2 separate regions of the Drosophila melanogaster genome follow, and region 1 is linked to region 2. Evidence: chromatin contacts called from public Hi-C data. All regions are on one chromosome and are shown on one strand. Each heading gives the region's core, a stretch centred on a gene start, on an enhancer-like site or on the middle of the called end of the contact. The rest is flanking DNA. Distances are from core to core; before and after follow the strand shown.

Region 1 (6,690 bases), core at 1,853-4,352, 2.1 Mb after region 2:
CAGCGGCAACGCGAGGATCGACCACAGATGCCAGGAATGCGACGGTGGACATAATGGGATTGCCACTCTTGCTGAACGGAATGGGTTGGCAGGCCAAGGGGCCCAGGAAGCCACCATCATCCTCTAGATACGGGTCCTCGATGGGAAGTCGAAGGAAATGCAGAATGCACTCGTCTTGAGTGCGAGATCCAACGTGCTCGCAGACCTTGTTCCAGTCGTCCTTGTGCATTTCCAAGCCCTCAAGCAACAGCAGAGTCTCCTGATCGGTCCATTCACGAGCCATGCTTGCCGCCGTTCGATTCCTCATGGCCGCCGGCTTCTTTGCGTACTGATCCAGCTTGAGTCCAAACTGGCTCACTCCGGAACTTAATCCTCCGGCAGCGCCATTCTCTAGAGCCTCTGTCTTGATGCCAGTCAGACCACTTTTATCGCCCAACTCCAGGCCGCCATCTTTACCCAATGGCTTTTTGTCCAGATCCAACAGCGTCTTTGCCGCCGACGGCTGTTGCGTCTTTTGCGGATTTATGGACTGTAGACCTGATGGCGTATCCGAAAGAATGTGAAAGTGTGAGGTTGGTGGTGGACCCATAGGGGTGGGGCGGACATCCGCATCGATCTGGTAGTTAATCAGGCCCCATTGCTCCAAGAAGGCGTGTACTCGCATTATGGCGCACACATCTCCGGCAAGATTACGCCTACAAGCTGTGCTGGTCAAATACTCCGTCGGATTGAGCCTGAAATAGATGAGTAACATATTCAAAACTATTTGCTGCAAAAAAAATGGAGCTTCAACTTACCTGTACGTATCAATCATAAAATTCCTGTAGGCCATATAGATTTCTGGTGTCTTTGACTTATTCTTGCTGTTAAAGAATTCCGGCATGGCCCGTTTCTCGATCACATGAATGGAGTTGTAATCAAACCAAGCCGAGTACGAAGGCACGATAATGTGGTGCGTCTGCTCGGTCACATTGTCCTCCATATCCTCTTTGGCCGATGAAGAGAATTCCTGCGTGTTGCTGTTATCACTTGTCTTGCCTGTCTGCGAGTTTTCCCCATCTCCGGTAGACATGGCTTGAGCGGCGCTTCCTCCAGTCATTTCGTCATCCAGATCGGTCATAGTGCCACCTAGATATCAGTTTGTTTAGTCAATGCAGATATAAGATAACAAAACTTACCTTTAATGGGCATCATGTCGTTGTCGCCACGAGATTTACCGCCCGGAGCTGGACTGGCGGTGGACTGCAAGGCGGCATTTGCCTTATGAACCTCCTGAACATTGGGCTCGGCCGGCGGATCATCCAGATCGCGAGTTAAGTCCTCGTCATCATCGTCGTTGCGCGACTTTTTGTGCACCACGGCGGGAGAACGCTTACGCTTGCCCGGCTTTGAGGTGGATGCCGAACTGGCGGGAGATGGTGAACGGCGTCTCTTCTGCTTGCCTCCGCCCGAGCTGGCAGCAGGCTTCTTCTTCTCGTCGCCGAATGACATGATGTCGTCTATGGACATACGCTGTTTGTGCGTCTTCTTCTTGCCCTGTTCGTCAACCTCGTAGTCCTCCTCGGCCATCCACTCATTGTACTGCTCCAGGTCCACGATCCAGGATGCAGACACACGCCAACGTTCCGCCGGTGACTCGGGATTCTCCGGAATGTGATCGGGCAGGTCAAAGTTATTCACAGCCCAAGAATCGTAGGACTCGGGGAAGTAGTACCAATGCAGCATCACATGTCCGCCGCGCTTGAAAATGGGCCGCGCATACTCGTCGGGATGTGGGTCCACCACAGGATAGACGATATGGGTGGCGTCCTCCTCGTCCGACACAATCTCTACCCGTCGATTGTCCAGGATCTCGCGCAGTTTTCCCTCGAAGCCCTTTTCAATCTCCGGCCGAATATAGATGTACGGTATGCGATACAAGTCCGCCTCGACCAACGCCTGCTCAATCTCGATCAGCAGCTGGATGTTGGGATCCTTGCGCGTGGGATTCTTGCCAATGGAGAAGTCGAACTTCTTGCCGCGTTGCTCGGCCCGGAAACGGAACATGGTCGAGAAAATGATGCACAGACCACCGCCGCTCTTGAAGTCCAGAAAGCAACGCATCTGGTGTGGGTGGTACGATTATTAGAGATATGTTTTAATGTACGTAAATCATGTAGCTAAATACAAAATATAAGCTAGTGGTCCAAACATTTGGCCATTGGAGGATTAATATTTACGTGTACACACGCAACACGGGGCACCCTGTCCCCCTCACCAACCACAGGCACTATCAATACTAACCGGAATTCTGGTTGCCGGCGGATCCGCTGAGTTCTTGCCCAGCTTGGCTTCCACATACTGCAGGAAGTGAATGAGCAATTGGGCCAAGGACTCCTTCGTGATGGGCTCCGAACTGTGGGCCAAATACTGCAATAAATACGGTTGTGAGTAAATCGTTTTTTTTTCGCCGCCTGACAGCGCCATTTTTGTTTGCGGCGGCGTTGTTGTTGGCACGCACCTTCTTGCAGTTCTTCTGCAGCCACTGGCGAATCGATTCAAAGCCCTGCAGCGTCTCCGGCGACTGGAAAAAGTCTATATTCGGACTTCCGTCCTTCTTAGGACCCAGTGTGTTCATGTTGCGGCACTTTTGTGGACTTTTTGTCAATTATCTTTTCACTTTTCCACGCCAAAAAGCCAATAAACGCTGCGTTGATAAAATAGAGATGGTATTTAAATCGATGTTGTTGTGACAGTCGTTATCGATATTTCAGCTATCTCCACTGAAAGTTATCATTATTTTAATCTTAGGTTAGGTTAATATATAAACCTATTGGTTGGTGGAAGCCATATATTAAATAACAAGAAAACATATTGGCTGTTAAGAGAATTATATAGACTTCGAAAAAGTTATAGCTAGCTAACGTGTCAGTTAGCTTTACATCTCAGTGGGAACAAGCTATTATGTGAAAATTGCTGTTAAATTCAATAATGCCATCTGGTCACAGTGGCGGTGGTGCTGTATTGGCGTCCCGCTCGCGCCGCCTAAAAACCGATGCACCACGATAGTCAGGCCGCACATATAAATGCGACTCCATCGCGCTAACATGGCTGCTGGGAACCGAAAACTTAAAAATATTGTGCTGTCAGAGTGTGTTTGCATCAGCGTGAAGCCCAGTGTTAAGTTAAAACATTGACTGCCTACGCCCACCAACGACAATTGCCGTAAATCGAATTCTGCCGTTATTCGCAACGCCGGATTCCCATCCGTGTGTCCGTCGCGAGTGTGCCAGTGTGCGTGAAAATAAAAAGTCAATGGTGCGTGAGTGCGAGTGAGTAGGAAGAAAGCAAAAGCGATTGGATTGATTTGTGACGCTGCTGGCGAAAAGCAGTACCCAGTACCCCTTTCCTTGGGCCAAAACACACACATACGTACGGCTATAGTAACTCAGCATCGATTGTACAGTTTGAGAGCAAACAATTCAATTAGAAAATGCAGAGCGCATGAGTTGAATTGTGAGTGGGCGCCCCACATAAGCTGACTGCTACCGCACAACGAAGGGAACTAGAAAGAGGAGTGCGTAGTGCGGAGAGAAGAGCAAATGCGAAGCGAAGAGGAAGAGAGCGAGAGAGAGCAACCATTGCCAAAGGTAAGTGATATAACACTCGGAGATCGGGAGTGGGAATGCGAATAGGAACATAAGGAACCCCTAAATTCTTATCCTAGATTGCAACATTATTTATATGGCAGCAACTTATCGCTTCCGCTTGCTTGTGTGCGTGCGATAGAGATAGATAGAGTGGGGCCAAGGGGCTCTGTTTATTGATAAGAGAGGAGAGCGAGCGAGAGAGAGGGAGAGAGAGAGGAGGTGGGCGCCAACGCAGCAAAACAGCGGAAATCCTTTACAAAAACTTGGTCTACCACTAGCTCTTTGTCTTCGCCTTCTAGTCTCTCTCATCTTGGCAGCCCGTTCTAGTGCGCGTATTTTTAGTCGCAACACATTGCCCAATTCGCCAGCCGCTATTTGTGTCGTCCATTTGTTCATTCATCGGGCTCTTTTTCCGATTTCAGTGGGTGGCATTTAACAATAATCCCTGCGTTCGCTGTCCACGTCCACATTACGATACGTTTAGTGCACGGAAAGAAATAAGCATGTGGTTTCATAATATTAGCTATTGAAAAAAGTTCTTAAATTTAAGCCTCACTCGATTCTGATGCATGAAATATTATTGGATTGTAAATGAGCGTCATGTTTTGGTATACAAATCTCAAAGTAATTTAAAAATTCTCATCTTACCGTACCTTGAACCACTACCAATCATCTCAGTACAGCATTTCAGCGAATTTCTCACTGTGCACTACAATGCCAGGCGGTACAAGCACCTGTATTTATTTATGGTCCGCTGCCGTAATCGACTGCAGTCGCCGCTTCCCTCTCTCTTTTGCTACCAACAACTTGGGGTAGGGCACCTGAACTAGTTTCAAACGGCGGCGGTCGGCCTTTTCAGCTTTTTCGCATTTGCCATTTTCCCGCGGTTCGCAACATCAGCGACATTTGTCACAGTTTCTTAAAGAACATTTGAATATCCAAAGTTTACTTGCCGAACTTGACTGCGGCATTGCGATGATGATGCTGCCCGTTGTTTGTCATTCAGCTCCATTAATTCGATACCAATCAGTATTTCGTGCATTGTGCAAAATACGCAGCAACAGCTGTTCCAATATTGGCCAAATATGGTGCAAATATTGAACTCTTCGCATATAAAAAACATATGGCGCGATCAATGCCGAAATGTGTCATTTTCGGCGAATTTGAGCAGATGACCCATTGAGCCCATAATATGTACTTTATTGAATTTGAAAAATTTGTATTTCCCCAAGCAATAAAAACACAGAACTCCATATAAATCATCCCTTCTCTGGGAATTATGATATTAATAAGTGGGCGGACAATGAGCTAATCTTCCTTAGGGTTAAAAAAAGTACCCTCCATTACAATATAAACTTAGTCAAGTGTGACAAAATCATGTATATATATATTCATATAATTAATTTATTTTCGATGATCAAGCAAGGGAAATAGTCGCGCTTATCTTTAGTGTAAACAAATGACCCAGCATTTCCGCAGGCCCGTTTTAATCTGTAGAATACACATGTCTATTAATAAAAAAAAAGCTCACAGAACTTGCCACAAAAAAAAATTCGAAATACACTTAGCCTATCCTAATCGGTACTTTACGAGAGCCATTTAGTGATAATGAAAAAGTGAACATATTCGTGGCTTATCGTCCAATGGACATGTATGAAATAAATGCGCGACACGCAAATTAGGCTAAAATCAATATGGCAAAAATATCGCCTAATATCATGAACAGCTCGTAACGATTCTCCTTTTTAAGGATTACATTTTGTGACGATTAATTTAAAAGTTGCAAAGAATTTAAATTAATCTGGATTGCTACATACTGTTGTAATTAAGAGAGATTTAGCTACATATGTACGTTCTCACAGTGCGTTTCGTCACCATGACGACCAACCCCATTGATGACTGCGATTTTTTCTATCGATGTTCATCTAATGGAAACTTAATTACCCAGCCGGCGGAGCATTTTCCTGCATCCAATCTAGCCGATCCAATCCCAACCCCCCGCCTCAGTGGGTGGCTTCGACAAGGTCGCTGACAAATCGAAGTACAGCAGATTTGTCGCCGATAAATTGGATTTATGGTTGGTCGGATAAAGCCAAGCGACATGCCATATGTACAAACGATTTCATTATGACTTTTACGTCGTTTTTAATATTATGTATTTCTTTATTGTTTGTGTAAGTGTGTGTGTGTGTGTGCTTTATTGGCTTGATTACTTATGGATGGATAAACATTGTCAATAAATCTGCACGTGCCTTGAAGACTCGCCGTTTTTCGTTATTATTTATTCTAAACGTAAATGTAAATGTATTCTCAAAACGGTTCAGTGAACCGTGGTTTTTGCAATTTCTTATCACTGCATTGATAACAGGCATTCAAAACTGAAAGCGTCGAAAGTAAAAGTATGTGTCACTTTGGAATATCGATAATCTCCTTGTAATAATTCGAGGCGAACGGGCTCTAAACCAGGCGAATCGTTTGGGCCCCTTGGCGTTCGTACGTAATATGGGGGCACTAGTCCGGAATATGGAATATGGAAATGCCGTAATTTGCTCAATTGTCACGTTCTGCTCTAAGCTGTTAAGAACGCCTCGGCGGCCACAACGAAGTCATTATTCGCCATTCGCGTCGAGTGACTCAATTTACACAGCCTAACCCCACTTGCTGGCGGAGCTTAATAATGCCTCCCAGGAAATCCATACCAGTACCGACTAGGTCGTCCATGTCTTTTGCCTTCCTCGACCACGTGTCCAGTCTTTATTGGTCGATTGGATTGCGGTGGGAAAGGCTACATTTTGAGATTGCTACAGCGTCGTCGTGCTGAGCTATGCGGTCATTCTAAGGTACTACATTGTCAATGGAACTAATCAAATCGTACTAATTGGTTAATTTTTAATTTGCAATTATGTCACAGTTCGCGTGGGTATAAATCTTCTTTGGACGTAAATACTTAATACTTATACTTGAGAAATGTTCTATGTCGACTCGCATATTGGATATTTGTTTTTTTTAGATGTTCCATCTTTTTATCGACCACTGAGTAATAGTATTAAGCAATTTAGTA
Region 2 (6,714 bases), core at 153-2,652:
CAGAGTTTTCGGCCTTCTCGAACTGCACCACCGTGTTACCGAGGATGCGGCCGAATCGTACGTTCCGAGTCTTCGGTAGGGAATCGCCCACTGTTCGGGGATCCACTGCCTCCAGCGTTTTTACAGCGAGGCCCAGGAATTTCTTGTCTTTGAACTGAAAGGCGGTAAACATCCTTATTAGCAAACGAACGATATATGTACATTAAGGAGCATGTTAGAAGAATTACTATGTTAAGATAGTTGCATTTCCTATGAGGGCAGCCTAACACACTATTTTTAGTTCATAAAAAAGGGGGACATTGTATGCTGAATTATTAAAAAAGATTTGGCAGAGAGCCAAAAAGATGATCTAAGGGAGAGTTACGTGTCTTTGGGTTTCTAATTGTTGGAGGTAAGCTACCTTGTTAATATTTGCATTAGGTCACCGTCTAAATGTGGAATATGAGATTCAGCATCTCATGACAATCAAGACACGTCAGTAAATATAAAATAACGAATATCGAATAACACAAATAACGAATATTCTCACTACCGCTATGCTATGAACGTATAAATCTTTTTGTAAAGTTATACAAAACCAAAATTATTATAAGTGCACACAATAAATGGTGAAATAATGAATAGGTGCGTCCGAGATAAACCGAGAACCCTCATTGAATTGGGTAGTATTTTAACTGGCTCTGGCATATATCACTAATCCTCTCCAGATTACTACCTTAGTTTCAGTCCTTTGCTATCTATTTTTCTATACTGCATACATTTATGGGGGAGCCACATCCACACCATTACCTGAAAGACGAGCGTTTGGCCGACGGTCAGCGGCATTCCGGCGAACTGCATGAGGAACTCCTTGGCCATCTCGTCGGAGTCGTAGGGCTCCTGCGTGGTGGTCTTCTTCTGCAGGAAGTCCGTCTCGAAGGAGACCAGTGTGATGATATCGGCGCTGGCATCGAATCGGTACGGCCGCACGTCTATTTCCTGGTTGATGGAGAGCGTGGCCCACTTGCGCTGGACCAGCGAGAATCCGACGTGGCCGAGCGGCAGCTCCGGCCCGCTGATCTTCTCCAGCGCGAAGATGTAGTGCAGCCCCGGGCCCGGCGAGATGTCCACATATCTGCAGGGTATCAAGCGGTGCGTCATTAGCATAAGCGAAAGTTTCCATAGGCTCGTACGCCCACGTAGGAAGTGGAAAAACAACAAAAACCAACACTCACTTGACCTCCTCCGTGAAATCGGACACATTCACAATCGCCTTGTTCGTCAGGGACAGCTCATCCGTTGGGCATTTGATCGCTCTCATCCGGTGGGCTTTTTCAATTGACATTTTCGTAGCAATTTTATAATATAATCCCGAAATTGTCTCAAACAGCTGATAGCCCGTTGAGGGAGTGCAACCCTGTTCGGCATTGCGTGTGTGTATGCACTGTGATTGCGAGCAAAAGATGCCTGCTACGGCACCTGCAGTGCAAATTTGAATTCATTGGCGCGCATTTGCATTTTCTAATAATACATATATCCCCCGCATTCAAGACTTCTTCGCTGTTGCTAAGCAGCTCTGCAGCACCAGGATTGGTGAAGAAAACAATCCAAAAAATGTGTTGTATCAAAAGCCAAATCCTCTAAGTAAATAACGATAAAATGGGTGGCATTTGCAATTCAAATATCTTTATTTTTACTTATATATATATAATATGGTAATAAAACTTGTTATGCCAATCACCAAAGACACTAGAACAATATAATATATATATATAATATATAATATATATTATATATATAATTATGTATATATATATATATTGGACAACGACATCAAGCCCGCCTTTGGAGCAGCCCAGGAGATGTTGGGCCCACCGGTCACCGAACTCCTGGAGGACGGAATGCTCTCCGTACAGCAGGCGAAGGCCACTGAGAGGTCTGGCCTGGTGTATATATAATATATATATAATATAATAATCTAGTATCTTTGCAATCACATTATCGGGCTGTTCATTTTAGTCTTAAGAACATTGCAATGCAATGGAAGCAAGTTCATCCAAAAAATAATGCAATATTATTTTTTTAGATGGTTTTTTTATGCTTACGTGGTTCTTTTAAATATAAAGCATTACTGAATTATTTGGAATCACTTGGAATTATTTTCCTGGAATTGTAGATACAATATTGCATTTCCTAACCTAACGTCTTAAATGTATTGAGGTACAAGTGGACTAGAATGGTTCCCTACCCATCCCATTGCTTCGCCCAATTTCTTCAGCAATTTGGCAGCTCGACGGTCGGGATTTAGGGAATTCACCCACGCAATCAAGTCAAGCAACCGTTTGATGCCAATGGAGACGTTGCGGCCATCCATGGCGATCTCGATTTGGCGTAGCTCCTCGGGCTCGAATCGTTTTGAAGCTTCCACTATGACCATAAGTTCTTTAGGCGTGGAAACATTTGGCACATTGTGAACTGAAGTGAAAACGGATAGCAAGCCCAGTTCCTCCAGGACATCGAGACGATTGCTTGTGCAAATGATGATGAGCTCGTGGCTGTTGGGCGGTTGTTTCTTCAGAAGAACCGTCAGCTTCTGCAGGAACTCCTTGGAGTACCGCTTACCCAGGGCGCCGTAACCAATGACACGCTCAAAGTCGTCAATGATGACGCAGCTGCGCCTGGAAACATAGGCGTCCTCCAAGACTTCCCGTATTCTCTGGCATTTTTCGGAATCGCTAAGTCCCAGCAATTCGGCCGACGAGATGTATTTTATAAAAGGGCAGTCTGTTTTCAAAGCCATTTGAGCGGCCACCGTAGTTAGGCCTGACTTGGGCTTACCTTCGACCAGATGGCAAGACCATCTTGGGCGTCCGGTGGACAGGAGATCATTCGGATCGAAAGCGGTACGATCTAGATATTCATATGGCATGAGCAGCTGGAGAGTCTCCTCCTGCCGGCCAAATCGTGGCTGAATGATCTTTACCGCGGCCAGGAGATCGACCTGAGTGACTTGAAGGCCCTTCGGGCATCTGGTGACGTGAGTGCGGACAATGGCTTCATGGAGGGCTTCTCGGACCAGTTGGCACAGCTCGTCCTCCGTGAAATTTTTGGTTTTCATTGCAATTTCGCGTGCGCAAACATCGCCGGCCACCGTAATGTCACCCAGCCTGTTGATGCGCGATTTTAAGAGGTTCACACGCTCCTCAGTGTTGGGTAAAGTGATGTTGACCATCTTGGCGCCCGGGTTGGCTTCTTTTATGGAGAAATTATATTGGATATGAAATGGTCAAATTGTATCAGCTGTTCTTTACAAAATGGTTTTGTATATTATGTTATCCACCTAAAATCGATTGCGATAACTGCGATCGATTTTAAATTTCAGGGACGGTCGAAGTTTCGATAAGACGGTGGTTCAATTCAAACCATTATATTGTAAGTTTTTATTATTTTATAAGGTAGCTTAAAATTAAAATAATATTAATATTTTGAATTGCCATTATTTTCCGAACCAATGTGTTATCAGCTTCGTTATGTATGTGTTATCAGCTTCGTATTACGATAGTGTAACCAAATTTCCATTTGAAAATACTGCTTTTCCACTTGGCTATTACAAAAAAAGCGCGCCACTTTTGAAAAATATCTAAACTTAAAATTAGTAAAAATAATTGCACACTATTTTATCCATCAAGTATTTTAATGCCTTGACTTTAACTACATGAAATGCAGAAAAAATTTCATCGTACATATATGTCACTTTAATATTTGTATTGTTTATGGCTAATAAAAATACCGATAGACCGATTGACTGGCGGTTTCGATGTACTGCAACCGTTACAATTTAAACGACTTTGTGATTTATGATATTCTTGAGTTTCGTTCCGTTTGCTAAAACCTAGGCACACATTATGAATTCCCGCTTTTCGGCTCTTCTGCTGGGTTGGCTGTGCAATTACTTGCAATATCGTATTTTTCTTCTTTCCTTGCCGCTGACCTCGAGCAGTTAATCATGCGCTCGATAATTGGATAGTGGATGTCTCTATTCGTTCTGGGTTGCACAACAAATTTATAGCGTGCATTATATTCGGACAGTTTAATTGGGTATCGACATTTATTAATTTATCCGGTCGGCCGGCCTAGCGTAATGCCGGTAATTTCTTGTCCCATCCGAATTTGACCACTCAAGGCTTTCAACACTCCACATCCGCACAGCATCCTCCTTCCCACTCCTTGCCAGCCCATTTGCATGCTCCCTCCAAAGGGCCGAGACTCGCGTCCGCTATGCACATTAATTAGGCCGCTTCATTAGACACATGTCCATCAAAAGTGGTCCGGTTCAAGATCCAGACTCGAAGCGAAGACTGCGCCGCCGGCGAGGGAACATAGTGCATATGTATATATCCACCCGATCCGAGCCTGACTGCCTCTCGTGTTGCCTGTTTTGTGTAATTAAGCCAGGCGCTCACTATTTAAATTGCTGGCGGGTGGCGAGGGGATGTCGAGAAGTCCAGGAGCGACACTGAAAAGAATTTTTTGCAATCCTAAAGTGATTGTACTAAATAAAAAATACAAGAAGTGAAGAAAGTTAGTTAAGTTAAGAAAATAGTTAATAATATGGCCACCTGTGAAAGATTGGTTAATAATCATTTTTTTTTTTTAGCAACTCATACTGCACTGAATTTCTCCCAGTGCAGCCCACATGCGCCCGGGTGTATCACGAATCTCCAATTGCGGGCCAGCTGTAGTGGCTTTAAAGACGAGGCCATGGCCAAGTGCAATTTGCAGGCAGGCCAGCAGCCTCCGCCGCATCCAGATCCGCATCCTCGCGAGAAGATCGAGAGTCTCAAACTCCAGACGTTCGCTCGTCAGCGCTTGAGCCAATAATTATGGTTATTAATCGGCCTGGGAATTGGCTGCTAATTTGCAGTTTAGTTACAAATTCTGGCCGCCAGCGTGCAATTACCCGCTTAAATTATAGCCTCAAAATAAACAAAACACCGCAACGCCAACGATGGATGGTCAGTTCGCTTAACTCCAGAACAGTTCAGCAGTCGGGAAAAGGTCACAACACCAAAGAGGCATCCACACGGAAAAAATTGTGCTTTAAAAAACATTGCATTTAGTTTAATTTAGTCCAAGATTTCGTGGCATCCTAAATATTCGAACAGCAAAGATACAAATTTTCGAATTAATATTATTAGTCAGATTAATATCAATATGAAGATATGTTTTTCGATTATAATAGTTAGATTTAGAGATGAATTCCACTTGTCTTAATATTTTGTGCCTTTCTGTTTTGTATTTTTTTGCGAATTTTTGTATTTATTTTCCTGTGCAGCCATTTGGCTTATGCGTGTTTGCTTATCACGAGTCTTATCGCCGATTTGGCCAGGTCAATGCCGCACAGTGCGGCTAATGGGTAATGACGCATCCAGATCGGCGTGGCCAGTCGTCCAACTCCTGCTGGCACTCGTAATTAGACGCCACTTCTGGTGATGGGGCGTTACTCAATCAAGAGTTGATGGCACATCCCCTTGCCGTCCGGAGCAGCGGCATCATCATCATCATTACCATCATCATCGGCGGAGGAGGTGCAACTATCCTGCCGCATGATCGGGCCCAACTACAACATAATTTCCAGACGTCGACGCGTCAGTCCTCCAATTTCGGAGGCGCGCTGGCAACACTTTCGGGCCACCAAATCAAATCGTGTGCTGTTTATTTAAATAACCATAATTTGGCGCACCATCGAGGGCCCTGCTTAACCCGCTATGGCCCCGTAGCTCGCCGCTGCTGGGGCTATTTATTAACCCACACACTCAGCGCATCGATACCGAACCAAGACGATCTGAACCGGAGCGATCCTTGGCTTTTATGGCCATGGCACATGATTTTCCCGGGCTGTGAGAACATAAAAATTCAATTTAATATGCTCCCCAAGAATTTCGTGGACTCCCCGACTTTCCTTTACGCCGTCATCTGATTTGGCGGCTGGAAAGCGTTTTGTCTTTAGCCAGTCAGCATTCAATGAATTCCAGTTTAATATGCTGGGCCATATGCAATCAAAACCCGGCTATGTCAGTGCAACCAAATTTGTCGTAGGCGTTTGTTTGTGGCATCGTTTTGTCCATAATTATGGTTGCATCGATTCCAATCCGAAAACAGCATAAAATCTTATTTGAATTGCTATACTTTATGTTGCATACTTTTCGAAAACTAGTCAAATGTTGTGGTTATTTAGCTTACTGTAAAGTGCAAAAAAAAAAAAACGCTTAAACCAAATCTTCTCCTTTCTACTGCTAAAATATAATATAATTAAAATTTAGCTAGCTTAAGTTTTAATAAATGTAACGTCATGCTTTAAGCAATCAATCAGAAGTGTTAAAAACCAAATTCCTTACTCTCTATATGCATTACATATCGTTTATTGGCCAAGTGCCAGGACATTATAAACAATTTATGATCCCACCGTCCGAGCGTCTCGAACGTCCAAATGTCCGAAAGTGGCCAAGTAAATTGGCCCGATCGCTGGCCGGCTACGATAATCTGCGAAGATCTTTTACCTAAGTGGATCTCTAGTTGGTTGGTTGGCTGGCTGGTGGACTCAGCACGTCAAGTTTAGAAAAATGAGCTTGTTAACGCTCCATGATGAGCCCAGTTAGTGTCTAACCCGGAGCCAGATCGATTCGCTCCGATCGTTCGCAGATGGAGATGGATGTGAATATGCTGAGACCCAGC

What was found. Hi-C and Micro-C count contacts between places; a contact is called where the count stands out from the background.
Region 1: a Hi-C map of the Kc167 cell line shows a contact between it and region 2, with 1.8 times the contacts expected there. The contact joins the promoter of Hel89B here to the promoter of Nsf2 in region 2.

Annotation. Positions count from the first base shown.
Region 1 is chr3R:15,970,196-15,976,885 of dm6, forward strand. Hel89B (Helicase 89B) reads left to right here and starts at 3,103. Exons shown (of 7, transcript NM_169693.2): 1 at 3,103-3,629. It overlaps mor (moira), which reads right to left and starts at 2,718. Exons shown (of 8, transcript NM_079649.4): 1 at 2,501-2,718; 2 at 2,284-2,409; 3 at 1,179-2,103; 4 at 798-1,128; 5 at 1-734. The coding sequence starts at 2,617.
Region 2 is chr3R:13,836,589-13,843,302 of dm6, forward strand. Nsf2 (N-ethylmaleimide-sensitive factor 2) reads right to left here and starts at 1,403. Exons shown (of 4, transcript NM_001300390.1): 1 at 1,215-1,403; 2 at 790-1,114; 3 at 1-154. The coding sequence starts at 1,324. CG31495 reads right to left here and starts at 3,346. Exons shown (of 1, transcript NM_169559.2): 1 at 1,652-3,346. The coding sequence starts at 3,211. The coding sequence ends at 2,186. It also overlaps the pseudogene CR46415.